Regions from separate parts of the Rattus norvegicus genome. Here region 2 is linked to region 1. The links are chromatin contacts, called in public Hi-C maps. All regions are on one chromosome and are shown on one strand. Each heading gives the region's core, a stretch centred on a gene start, on an enhancer-like site or on the middle of the called end of the contact. The rest is flanking DNA. Distances are from core to core; before and after follow the strand shown. Region 1 holds the start of Arid1a (AT-rich interaction domain 1A). Region 2 has its middle 24 kb from the start of Rps6ka1.

What was found. A called contact is a pair of places that touch in the nucleus more often than the background predicts.
Region 2: a contact with region 1 is called in a Hi-C map of Schwann cells, with 3 times the contacts expected there. The contact joins the enhancer-like site here to the promoter of Arid1a in region 1. A contact is called at or near these places in 1 of 12 Hi-C or Micro-C datasets (Schwann cells) and 1 of 1 datasets of contacts at active chromatin or transcription factors (oligodendrocytes).

The regions. Positions count from the first base shown.
Region 1 is chr5:151,261,741-151,267,953 of GRCr8, forward strand. It overlaps Arid1a (AT-rich interaction domain 1A), which reads right to left and starts at 3,646. Exons shown (of 20, transcript NM_001401279.1): 1 at 2,148-3,646. The coding sequence starts at 3,272.
Region 2 is chr5:151,422,782-151,428,994 of GRCr8, forward strand. No RefSeq gene overlaps it. Among named protein-coding and RNA genes, the nearest start is that of Rps6ka1, 24 kb to the left of the region's middle. Within about 2 kb of position 2,425, at least 44 of the 93 cell types and tissues checked have an H3K27ac peak or open chromatin away from gene starts, as enhancers often do. A contact at or near this core is called in Schwann cells, where this site is marked.

The DNA of each region.
Region 1 (6,213 bases), core at 2,396-4,895:
CTGACTCAAAACAAACAAACACTCCCAATTATTTCCTCTAATAAATAGTTCAAGAAAGAAAAATTTCTTAGTCAAAACCAAACAAAAGCAAGAGAAGGCAGATCTGCACAACAGGATGGCTAGGGGTGTGCACTCACTGTCTCTAAGCCAGAGCCTATCCCCCAGGTATTATCCGCCCTGTCTCCCACAGGTTCTCACACAGGTGAGGAACATCAGGGGAAGACGAAGCCTCACAGCAGAGCTTGCCTTACATGACTATTCTCAAAGTTCCCAGCTCTACACAAGAATACAAAAGTAGGTGGAGGAGGACAGGGAAGGGACACAGGACACAGCAAAGGTACCACTCTTGGGGATGGAAACCTGAGGGGGCTTCTCCCCTCCTTGAACAGATGACTCCAGAGGGAGCCAGATATTCCCGGGGAAAGCACCCAGGGAAAGCAAAGGAAAACAAAACAAAATGTATAAAAAGGACCGAAAAGAGGCAGCCATGTGTCACTACTGTGGGTCACCTTTACACCTTAGAAGACAGAAGGGAGAAAGTTATACAACTTAAAATATAAAGAAAAATGTTGGCACGTCTCTATTTTAAAGCTCTAAAGTAACTGACGACAAAACAAATATTCCAGAAACAAGTCAGAAATATCCTAAACCCAGCCCTTAGGAGAAAATCTCTCCCTAGACCACAAGGCCATCAGCATCTCCTTCAATTGAGCTGTTCTCCCAAAGTTCAATTAACAAAAGGAAACGTTCACAAGATTCAACATGTAAACAAAGAGACAAGCCTTGCAGGACTCTTGAACCCACTATGAAATTGTCAGAAGGCTCCCAGCTCTCAGCAAAATATTAACAAAACCATCTTCTCCCCCTACAGATCTCACATTTGCCTTTTAATTTAAAAAAAAAAAAGCCAGTAAAATAATTTCAGTTCTGTAGCTGAACACAGTGTCAAAAACTACTCGAGACAAATGTATCTTCAGAGCTATCAAAGAACTCATTTATACCATCAGGAAAGTCACAAAACGAAAACAAACAGCAAACCCATTGTAGAGGAAAAACTCAGCTACTGTTCCAGCAACACAGAATCTATTTCAGACTGCATAAAACATAACAAGCAAAATAAATCCAAGGTGCAAGCAAAATGCCATCGCCTCCTCTTTTGTTTCAGGCACAATGTAACAAGGGCAGCCTGTCTGGGACTCTGCTCCTGCTGATACAGTATTGCTGCTTAAACCTCCCTCCTCAAGGTCACAGCCAATTTCAGCTCTGGAATAAAAGGCGGATAGTGGTGGCATCGATGGTTTGGGTTATCACTGGCAGAAAAGCAGAGTGTAAAAGTTTATGAGCTCATCAGGATTGTTGTACCATTACATCAGAGGCAATTATAAATGGCCAAGAGCAGAAGATGGGGAGCCAATCAGATCACAGATAGGATGTCAACCTAAGACCAACTGTCTCCTGGCTTTGACAGAAGGATTTTACCTCCATAATTCAAATCCCAAACCAAAGCAATCTGCACTTACTACTCCAATCACTCAGCTGTTTACCAGCACTTCCAGAGAGAAGCCCAGGCCACTGGGCCGGCGGAGACTAAGGAAAGAGGTGGCCCGGGCGGCCCAGAGCGAACCACAGTCGGCCTCAAGCTGCCCCCAAGCAGGCCCCAGCTCTCCCCCGAGGTCCCCCGAGCCCTAGGGGCCACTCTTTAAAAGCATATATTGGGGAACTGCCTAGAGGAAGGCAAGGGGGACAGAGGAACGGCAGGTGAGCAAGAAAATGTTGCTTCTTTCTCCCGGGTTCCTGACACTGCCTACACCCCTAACCTGAACCCCCAGCACCCCCTCACTCGGGCCTGGCCCTTCCAGGCACACTTTGCTCTGCACCCCCCTGGAGACCCCCAGAGTTCGAAAGGACCAGCGGAGGAGGAGAAACCGGACAGACACCTCTGGAAAAGCCCCACACAAAGGCTGATCGAGGGAAGGAGAGGAAGGCAGACAGGCAGCCATTTTAAGAGAGAAGAGCCAGACAATGGCAGCTCCCCGGCAGTGGGGGCCCAAGCCTGAGGGGAGCCCACGGCCGGGGCCTGCTCCCCACAGCCGCCACCCACCCCCCTGCCCCGCTCGCCCCAGCCCCCTCCCCACTCAGCTGTGTACCTGAGGGGTCCGGGCGAGCGGCTGCCCCCCGCCGCCGCTGCTCCCGGGGCTCATGGGCGCGTGGTGGCTCCTTTGTTGGGCCCCTCCCGAGGCGGCCGCTGCCGCCGCCGCCGCAGCAGCAGCCCCCCAGCACTGCGAGGCCATGTCCGCCGGGCCCTTGCCCGCGCCCCCGTCCTGGGGCCCGCCGCCGTAGTCGCCCCCGGGGTAGCCCTGGTAGCCCCGGGCCGAGCTGGGCGACGTGAGCAGTTGGTTGAGGGTGGGGGTGGCGGTGGGCTGGGGAGTTCCCCCGCCGGCCGCTGAGGGGCCGCCTCCCCCCATGGCCCCGAAGCGCTGCGGAGCGAAGGACGAAGACGACGAGGAGGCAGAGGCGCTGGAGGAGGGAGGCGGCTTGGAGCCCGCGGCCGCCGCGCCGGAGCCCGGAGTGCCACCTCTCGGGGAGCTCAGCGCGTAGGCCTGGGGAGGCGGGGGGTAGGCGCTGCGGTTGGGGTAGTAGGAGTTGTACTGGTGGTTGGGGAAGCCGTGGTCGTGCGAGTTCTGCTGGGGCCCGGCGTAGGGCTCCAGGCCCCCGCCACCGCCGCTCTGCAGCGCTGCCAGGCCAGGGCTTTGTTGTCCGCCATGTTGTTGGTGGAAGACGGCGGCCGCCGCGGCGGCGACGGCAGACGGGCTCCGGCCGTAGGGTTGCCCGAAGCCGTAGGCTGGGGGCGGCAGGGCGGCCGCGGCTGAGTGAGGAGGCGCCCCCACCCCGTCGCTGCTGCCGCCGCCGCCGCCGGGCGGCTCCGTGAGGTTATTGTTCAGGGCGGGCCTAGGGCCCGCGTTCCCGTTCGAGTTCTTCAGGTCCGGCTCCGCGCCGGGCCCGCCGCCGCTGCCGGCTCCGCCGCCGCCGCCACCCCCATTGCTCTCGGCCCCGTCCTGCAGCTCCTTTCCCAGCGGCTGCGGCGGCCCCACAGCGGGGCCCTCGCTTTCCTGCCCGGCGGCTGCCTTCATTTCCCCGCGCTCGGCCGCTGCCGCCGCCGCCTCGCCCCCCGCCTCCTCCCGCTGTTGCTGCTCGGCTTTCTTCAGCTCCGAGGGCGGCGGCGGCGGGTTGCCCAGGCTGCTGGCGGCGGCGGGGGCGACCTGCGCGGCCATGATCCCCGCTGTCTCGTCCGCGGAGAGACCCGGCCCTGTCTTCGTCTTCTCCCCCCTCCCACCCCGCCCCGGGGCCGAGTCCCCCGGGCTGCCCTCCCCACCCGCCCGGGCGGGCCTCGCGGGGCTCCGCTGCTGCGCTGCGCTCGCTCCTCTCCCCCCCGCCCCGCCGGCTCAGGCTCCGGGCTGGCGGCGGAGGAGGAGGAGGAGGCGGCGGCGGCAGCCGAGGCGCCGGCGGCTCAGCTGCTCCCGGCTCTGTCGGCTCGGGACCCGGCTCTCCCGGCTCATTCCCCCCAAGCCCTTGCCTGGGAATGAGGGGGGCGGTGGAGGCTCCGCTCCCCAGGGCCTGGCCCCGCTGTGACTCTCCGCTTTCTGCTGCCGGAGAAAGGAGGAGGGAGGGAGGGAGGGAGGCGAGGGGGAGGGGGCGGGAAAGGAGGGAGGGAGCGGGGGGGAGGGGGGACCCGGGACGGGCGGGCTGGAGGGCGCGCGGCGGCGGACGGGGCGCCGGGAGGCAGAGTAGGAGCGCTGCTCCGGCGGGCGCCCTGCCTCGCCTCCCCGGCCGCGGCTCGGGCCGAGGCTGCTGCGCGGCGGCGGCAGGCGAGCGAACGAGCGGGCGGGCGGGCGGGCGGGCGGGCGGCGGGACTGAGCAGCTAGAGCGCCCCACTCTCCTCCGAGTCCCCCTCACTCCGACACGAGGCTCAGCACTGCCATTTTACCCAGCGCCGTCGCGGCCGCCTGAAAAACCCGGAGTGGAGCGCGGAGCGGGCGCAGGCCGTGGAATGGACTCGCTCCCTTCCCCTCACAAAGGAGGAGGGGAGAGAACGAGCCGCGGCGGCGGCAAGCCCTCAGCCTCTTTCGCTCGGCAGCGCCGCCGCCGAAGGCTTCGGGGAAAACCCGGCCCGGAGCCCGCGCCTCCGGAGCCTGCGCCGCCTCTCTCGCGGCGTTCCCATCCTGGCCTGTCCCCTCCTGGCCGATCTGAAGGGAGCGGGCCGCGTGAACTTTACCCGCGCCTGCAAAATTGGCCTGAGCCCGAAACCGCGGCCGCAGCGGCCGGGACCTGACCCCCTGGCACAGGGCCTGGTCTCTTGGCTGCGACTTAGCACCTCCGCAGCACTTTTCTTCTTCAAAGCCTTTTGCAGACCTGCTCTTGAGACCCAGCTGAGTGAGCCCTGCTTTTTGCCCCCTTTGGCTAGCCCCAAAGGAGGACTGACCATTGTTCAAACTATCGGTTCTCCATGCCCTGCCCTCATTAGCCCTCCCTGACAAGGCCTTGGGGGCATGAGGTCTGGATTATCCCCCATTTTACCAACAGACAGAAGAGAGAGAGGACTGCCCAGGTCACTTAAAGTCAGAGGGCAGAAGAGTGTAGCTATAAAAAGTGGAGTCGCCAAAGCTGCATCTTGTCTACTTAGCCTGAGAAAAGGAGGAAAGGAGAAAAGAGAGGCACTTACGTTGTGAACAAATCCAACAACAGGATCAGTGTCAGGAGGTTTGAAATCGAACGTGGTCATCCCACCACTTCTCTTAAAATGGTGGCTACTGATGCTTTGGGGGCTTAAGACAGTCCTCCAGGCAAACCAAGCTCCATTAGCACTTCCTAAGGGAACCTAGCTCACAATGGCCAGTAGCCCCAATCTCCAAAAGTACCTTGAAGATGTAAACAAGCCCACAGAAAAGGCTCCAGGGACTGGAAGAACCTCAGTGTTCAAAAACCACTGCAAAAGAGGGATGCAGAAAATGGAAACCATTTCCTCTTTAAAGAGAGAAAAAGCAGAGCCTAATAGGTCACACAAAACGGATGCCCCTCAGATCTGCTGTCTCTCCTAAGGTGTAAGACTCCTTGAAGTTTACCAGAGACCCTAAGGCCAGGTTTATCTGAGAAGATCAAGGCATTCACGGAAAAGCTCAGTTACCCAGATCTACAGGCCTTGCCAAACCCCACAGCAGCCTTTTCTTCTGTCAGGCTTGGAATGCTTTCACAGGGCAAGCTAGGAAAAACCAGAGGGAATTCCAGCTTCTCACCAGGACCAAGACTGCCTTGGAAAAGCATCAATGACAAAGGCCTCTTTTCCTCCCAGATTTTATAAATGGAGATTTCGGGCCACAGATCATTATTTTAGAACTTGTGGGTTCTGCAGGCCCCTGGAGTTCTGACCATGTCATGGGTCAACATAAATAATTCTGAAAGGCTAAGTCATTTCTACTACCCCCAAGACATCCCATACTACAAACCCTCGTAGTAAACTGCGAATGGAGAGATGGCCAGAGCCTCTCTGCTCTCCCATCCCCCAACCAAGAACCAAACCAACCTGCCAAGACGATGGAACTAGCTGGTATGGACCAGTGCCCTCTTTTCATTCACGGTCCTCAGAAACACAACTCTAGTGGTGCATTAGGTCCTAGAAACCAAATTATAGGCTGCCTCATAAACGGAGCTTTGCTATTTAATCAACTGCCTCAGAGCTGCCAAACAGTCCTGAGTCCCGCACACAAATGAGGAATTTTTTACATGCAATTACCCTGCCATTTTCTTCGGAACTGGGGTGTAATGGGAAACCTGGAGCCCAGTGAAAATCTGGAAGCGAGAATGGATTTGTCTTCAAGGAAAGTCCACATGGCCTTCTTCCATGGCCGTGAATATGAAAAGCGCCAAAATCTCTTTCCCTACACGTGGTCACGCTGTTTTGAAAACAGTCACCATTTTAATCTAGCAATGAGGCAAAGTGCATTAAAAAATATATCCACCTAGGTCAGGAGAGGTAGTGTGTTCTTCCCTACTTTTTTTTTTTTTTTTTTTTTTTTTTTAAGATCTCAAATCCTAGTCTCTTCCACTCGGAAGATCTACATTAACCTAAGACTGCTGGGCTGAGGAACTTTCTTAGAAACTGGTCCATCCGCTTTCCCCAGGGGCACTGGGAATGAGAAAGGGGGAGGGGAGGAGCGG
Region 2 (6,213 bases), core at 1,175-3,674, 160 kb after region 1:
GTAATCGGCACAATATGCTCGGAACCAAGGCTGGAGGAGGAGAAACCATGAATATTTACATGTAAATATTTTTGCCAGGTTGCACAGAAATAAAGATTGGAAGGAAGTCAGCAGGAAGCTAACAGGAAGAAATCAACGGACGCATGGGATCAGATAAAGTCGGGCCCAGTTTGGGGCTGTGCCATTCTGTCCTGTGTGACCCTAGCAAGAAACCCTCCCTGGAGAACTTTGTCCAGACCCGGGATCCCCATTGCATGAATTACTTAGCATTAAGCACCCTGTTCAGTAGAGTTTACAGGACAATGTGTTCACAGCAATGTGGCTCACATTTGTATTCTCAGCACTTGGGAGACTGAGGCAGGAGGACTCCTAGAAGCTGAGGGCCAGCTTGGGTTACCTTGCCAGTTCCAGACTTGTTTGGGTCATACAGACTCTGCCTCAACGAACTAAGACAAAACCAACTGTTCCAGTGTGGTGGCAAACACTTTCACCGAAACTAGCACTAGGGAAATAGGAGCTGGAGGATCTTTGTGAGTTTGCTGGGGCCAGCCTGGTCTGAAGAGTGAGTTCCAGGCCAGCCAGGGCTACTTGGTGAGACCCTAGCAACCAAACCAGAACCAAGTAAACAAACAAGAAAATGCAGGCTGGAGGAGAACAGATAACAAAGAAAACTCAATCTTGATGAATTTCTTGGTTCCTATCAATATCCTCTCTAAACCTGTTTTTCTGGAAATATCGACTCTCTAAATAATAATAATAATAATAATAATAATAATAATAATGATATTTATTTTGTATTGACACAAATACAGGACAGTATACATTGAGCAAACCATAGGCATGTGACCTCTTTGTTTATCTATGTACGATCTCTTAAGCATGTAAACACAAAAATACTGCCCTTATGTCAGTAAAAGGATGAGGACTTTTACATGACGGTTCTACATGACGGTTCATGGCTTTAATCCCAACACTCAGAAGGAAGAGGCATGCAAATCTGAATTCAAGGCTAGCCTGGTCTACAAAGTGAGAAATTCTGTCTCAAAACAAAATGTGAAAGTCCTCATATTTTTTCTTCTTTTTTTTTTTTTTTTTTGGTTCTTTTTTTCGGAGCTGGGGACTGAACCCAGGGCCTTGCGCTTCCTAGGTAAGCGCTCTACCACTGAGCTAAATCCCCAGCCCCATCTTTTTTCTTCTTTAGGACATTTTTTTCTCTGAGCGCTATGGAGACCGAGATGACCGAGCTGAACTCAGAGCTCTGCCTGCCTCTGCCTCGCCAAGTACTGAGATTAAAGGCTTGTGCCACTATGCCCAGCTTAAATTGGGTTTTTGTAAGGTTAATTTTAAAAAGATTTATGAATTAGAATTACATTTTAAATTTTTTTAAACTTACTTTCACTGTGCCAGGGCCTCAAATTGAGAGAGAGAGAGAGAGAGAGAGAGAGAGAGAGAGAGAGAGACCAGAGACCGGGCAGGATTTATTGGTATGTTCATGCTGAACCCCCGGAAAACAGAAAGAGAAGGGCATATTACATTTCCCTCCAATCCCTGGAACACTTCAGTTAAGTAAGAAAGCATCCAGTGTCAATTGCTGAGGTTGCCCCCCCGCCCCCCAGTCCTCCCTGTAGAGAAACTGCTGGACCCGGAGCCACACACAGGGCCAGAAAGAACACCTACTCTATCGCTCTAGCTCGTTTGTTTTAGGTTTTTGATGTTTGGTTTGTTCCGGGTTTTTTGTGTGTTTGTTCGTTTGTCTTGTTTTTAAATTCTTTGACACAGGGTCTCACTTTGTAGTTAAAAAGCCTGGAACTTGGGGCTGGGGATTTAGCTCAGTGGTAGAGCGCTTACCCAGGAAGCGCAAGGCCCTGGGTTCGGTCCCCAGCTCCGAAAAAAAGAACCAAAAAAAAAAAAAAAAAAAAAAGCCTGGAACTCACTATGCAGCCAGGGCTGGGCTCCAACTCCCGGTGACTTTCCAGCCCCAGGAATAACAGGTATGAGCCACCATGACTTGGCTCCCTAATCTCGTTGAAACTGAAGCTCATAAGCCTCTCTGCTTGGCTGAGCTCTGAGAAGGGCATATCCTGCTGTGCGTGGTGGGAGGGTGCCGCCAAGTGACAAGCCTGGGCAGTGGCTGGAATGTTAAAGGGTGGATGACACACCAAGAGCCCCGACTAACTAGTCTCAGACTGGGTCCTAGGGCTGCCCAGTTTTGTCCTCCCCGACCCCGCGTTCAGACACGTCGTATGACTGGTGCCTAAATCTGAGATAACCCTAGAGCCAACATTGAGTACCCAAACCCACCAAGCCACGTGGTACCCAGCAAACCAGCCCGGTGGCCGCGAGGCTTCCGCGTGGCTCCTGCTCCCATCACCCCGCGCGCTACCCAGGCTCTAGCCCCGCCTCCGAGAGGCAGTCCCAGCGCGAAGCCCCGCCCACACACGTGCGTGCGCGTGCTCCCTGGGCCTCCTGGGACTGTCGGGCGGCACGTAAGGCCCATCCCTGGGAAGCTCGAGTTTGGTCCCTGTCGGAGTGAGGAGGGTAGTGAGGGTCGGGACAGATCCGAACTTGAGCTGGGCGATCCTGGGAAAGGCTGTCGCGTGTCGTGGACGACGTCAGATCAGACGCTTGGAGGGTTTCCAGTTTCCAGTTTCGGGCCCAGAGGACCCTGCACGGTCATTGGCTCCCACGCACGCGCGGAGCTCAGCTCTGCGTCGCCCCCGTGTGGACAGAGGAAGCAGTGCTTGCTTGGCACTGGAGGACTCCTCAGGGCTGCACACGACCCAGGCACGCGCGGCCACCTAGGCGATCTGCTCTCTAGACACCGCCCACTTCCGTCGATGGACCGGAGCACAGGCTGATGTTGTCATGGCGACGGCTGAACAGATGCAGTGCTTTCCAAGGCTACTGTGAATCTTACTCTGGACAGAGAGAGGACTGGAGTATAGTTACCCAGCCTTCTTGCATCGTTCTCGGTCTGTAATCTAAATGGATGAGGATTGATCTCTCCCCAAAGCAGCAAGGCCTTGAACAACAAACGAGCCTTTCCCAAAAGCCTACTTGCCGAGTGAAGGCAAACATCAATGATAATAGAAGTATTCTTATTCCCATTTCCTGAACATGAGCAATATTTGGACCAGCGAGATAGGCCAGTGAATAAAGCGTTTGCTGTACAAACCTTAGGGCCTGAATTTGATCCCCAGAGGCCATGCAGATGTAGAAGGAGAAAAACAGACTCCACAAAATCGTCTTCTGACCCCCATTTTCACACAGATGCATTTCCCATCCCGATAAAAATAAAGGGAACAGAAAATTAAGTAGGTAAAATTCAATGAGAGCTGATTAAGCCGGGACCACAATCAAGGATCTAAGAGATAAGGAACTTTAGATCCAAAGTCGTACTGGGGATGTAGCTCTGAGGTAGACCGCATACCTTGGAACGGAAAAGTCAAATACAATGGTTGGCTAAAGTTTTTTGTTTGTTTGTTTGATTGTTGTTGTTATTTTGAGACAGATTCCTATTTAGCCCAGGTTGGCCTTGCAGGCAGCGCTGACCTTCAACTCCTGATTCTTCTGTTTCTATCCCTCCACCCAAGTGTTCTGCACGGTGTGTGCCACCTTGCCCAGTTTGATTCAGTGCAAGTGGTCAAGCCCAGGGCTTCATGCACGCTGGATAACACTCTGCCAACTGAGCCGCAGTCCCAGGTTATATCCAGTTCTTTCTTTAAGTAAACAATGACATCATCCTGCTTCCCCCTACCCAGGGCACTTCCTCGAATTTCCACGGGTGGAGTTTTCCAGAACTTCCCCACTTGCAGGATCAGATTGTTCTTAGCAGATACATAGTTCTTTCTATTGGTGGTGGTTTGAATGAAAATGGCACCCATGGCCTTGTTGGCTTTTAATCCCAATGCCTGTGTGCTGAGGGAGTGAATGCTGAAGGATGTATAGATAGTTTAGGAAGAACATTCTAAGCAAGAGAATTGTACACATAAAGGTGCAGGAACCAAGCACGATGGTGTATGTCAGTAATCCCAGCTCCTGCATGGCAGAGTCATGAGGCTCTTGGGATTGTGGCTAGCCTGGGCTACGAAAGGAGTTAAAAGGCAGCTTTAACAACGTGAGATCCTGTCTCAAAAAAAAAAAAAAAGTCCAAATTTGACAACTTTAATACCCAGCATATCATCTCTTTGAGCTTGAGGCCGGCCAGCTTGGTCTACAAAGTGACAGCCAAAGCTACACAGAGAAACTCTGCCTCAAAAACATCAAATAGGAGGCTGGAGAGATGGCTCAGTGGTTAGAGCACCGACTGCTCTTCCAGAGGTCCTGAGTTCAAATCCCACCAACCCCATGGCGGCTCACAACCATCTGTAAAGAGATCCAATGCCCTCTTCTGGTGTATCTGAAGACAGCTACAGTGTACTTATATATAATAAATAAATAAATCTTAAAAAAAAAAGAAAGCACATTGTATTCCTTATTAGGCAGCCTTTACCTAACATTCTATGAGGGACGGACACATTCTATTCTTTTTTTTTTTTCTTTTTTTTCGGAGCTGGGGACCGAACCCAGGGCCTTGCGCTTCCTAGGCAAGCGCTCTACCACTGAGCTAAATCGCCAACCCCGACACATTCTATTCTTGATTCTGACTTTATCACATCTTTCTCTCAAATCAGCTAAAACCATCTCCCAAAAACTTGCCTTCTAAAATTATCAAATCAGGAATTCTATAAAGTCATCTAAACAGCATTAATTCAGGAACGTTCATCTTCATGTTGATCTGCAGGAAGATTGCTCAACAGGGTGGGCTGATGCCCAGGAACCATTAGTCTATGTAACAGTGACAGGGAAAGCACATCAGCAGTGAGACGCAATCCTGGGATGAAGACTCTTAGGACCTTGCCTCTCACGCTTACTCATCATGGACAAACCATGCCATCTCCGGAAAACTTACTCATTTGCCTCCAGCTACTCCTAGAAGGCTCCTGACAGTGTTCTTATTTAAACCACCAGAAATACCAATAAAAAGAAATATGTATCTATTGAGAAGAATCTGATCCTCAAATGGCAATTCCAGGCCATCCTAGCTGTTTGTTTCCCAGGTAAAGAGTTTGCTGCTGCTCACAATTCTTTTTAAGCCCCAGATCTCCTGGCCTCTCTGATTTTAGCCTTCCCTGCTGGCTGCATGTTGATGACTCTCTGATTTCTTTAGATTAAATAATAGTGCCTTGCCACGACCTGTGAGGACCTTGTGACAGGCTTACTGTGTCCTTATCAGATTGGAGAATCCTGAGAGTGACAAAGGCCCTGGTAACATTCAGGATGGAAGAAGTGACGTTTGAGCGGAAACCTGTGGAGCAAACAATAACTGGATGGGGCATGCTTATTCTCTTTTCTTTTTCTTTCTATGCATGTGGTTACACGTGTATATGTTTGCACATGCGTGTGGATTCACATGTGTACATGTTTGTGTTGTAAGACCCCATAGTGGCCTTACCTTAGGAGCGCAACCCACAGAGCACAGATTGACAAAGTGACTGCTGCAATAACACGAGGGTATAAGGTTTTTAATCCATGTATACGTGGGGTTGCTTATCCATGCAGGGAGAGGCAATCCCAAACCCAAAAAGCACACAACTTCTATTCGTTACAGAGGGCAGACTTCAGCAACAGGGTTAGCTGGCCTATTCTCATTGGTGGTACACAGGACAAAGGATCTGGTCAGGTATTGGCTGGCCTGTTCAAGGGGCTGTTCTTGGCTCAATTAGTCACTTTCCTCATCCAGCCCTACACCTGGCCTTGGTGAATCACTGGGAAAGGGCTAAGTTGGCAGGTCCCTTAGAGGGGGGGAGGAACTGGGTGGTCGGGCAGGGTCAGGATGACATCTGAATAAGGCTTAGGTCCGTGAGTCAGGAAGTCACAGTATTCTTTGTATGTATGCACATGTATGTGCAGAAGCCAGAGGCTGATGTAGGTGTCACAGTGCTCTGCACTTACGTCTTTTGTTTTGTCTTGTTTTGTTTGTTTTGTGTTGTTTGTTTTGTTTTGTTTTTGTGACATAGTCTCTGTGTAATCTTGGCCAACCTAGAACTCACTATGTACACCAGCCCGGTATCAATCTCAGTGAGATCTGCCTGCCTCAGCCTCCTGAATGTTGGGATTAAAGACATGCTCCTACACACACACACACATACACACAGACACACATACACTCAC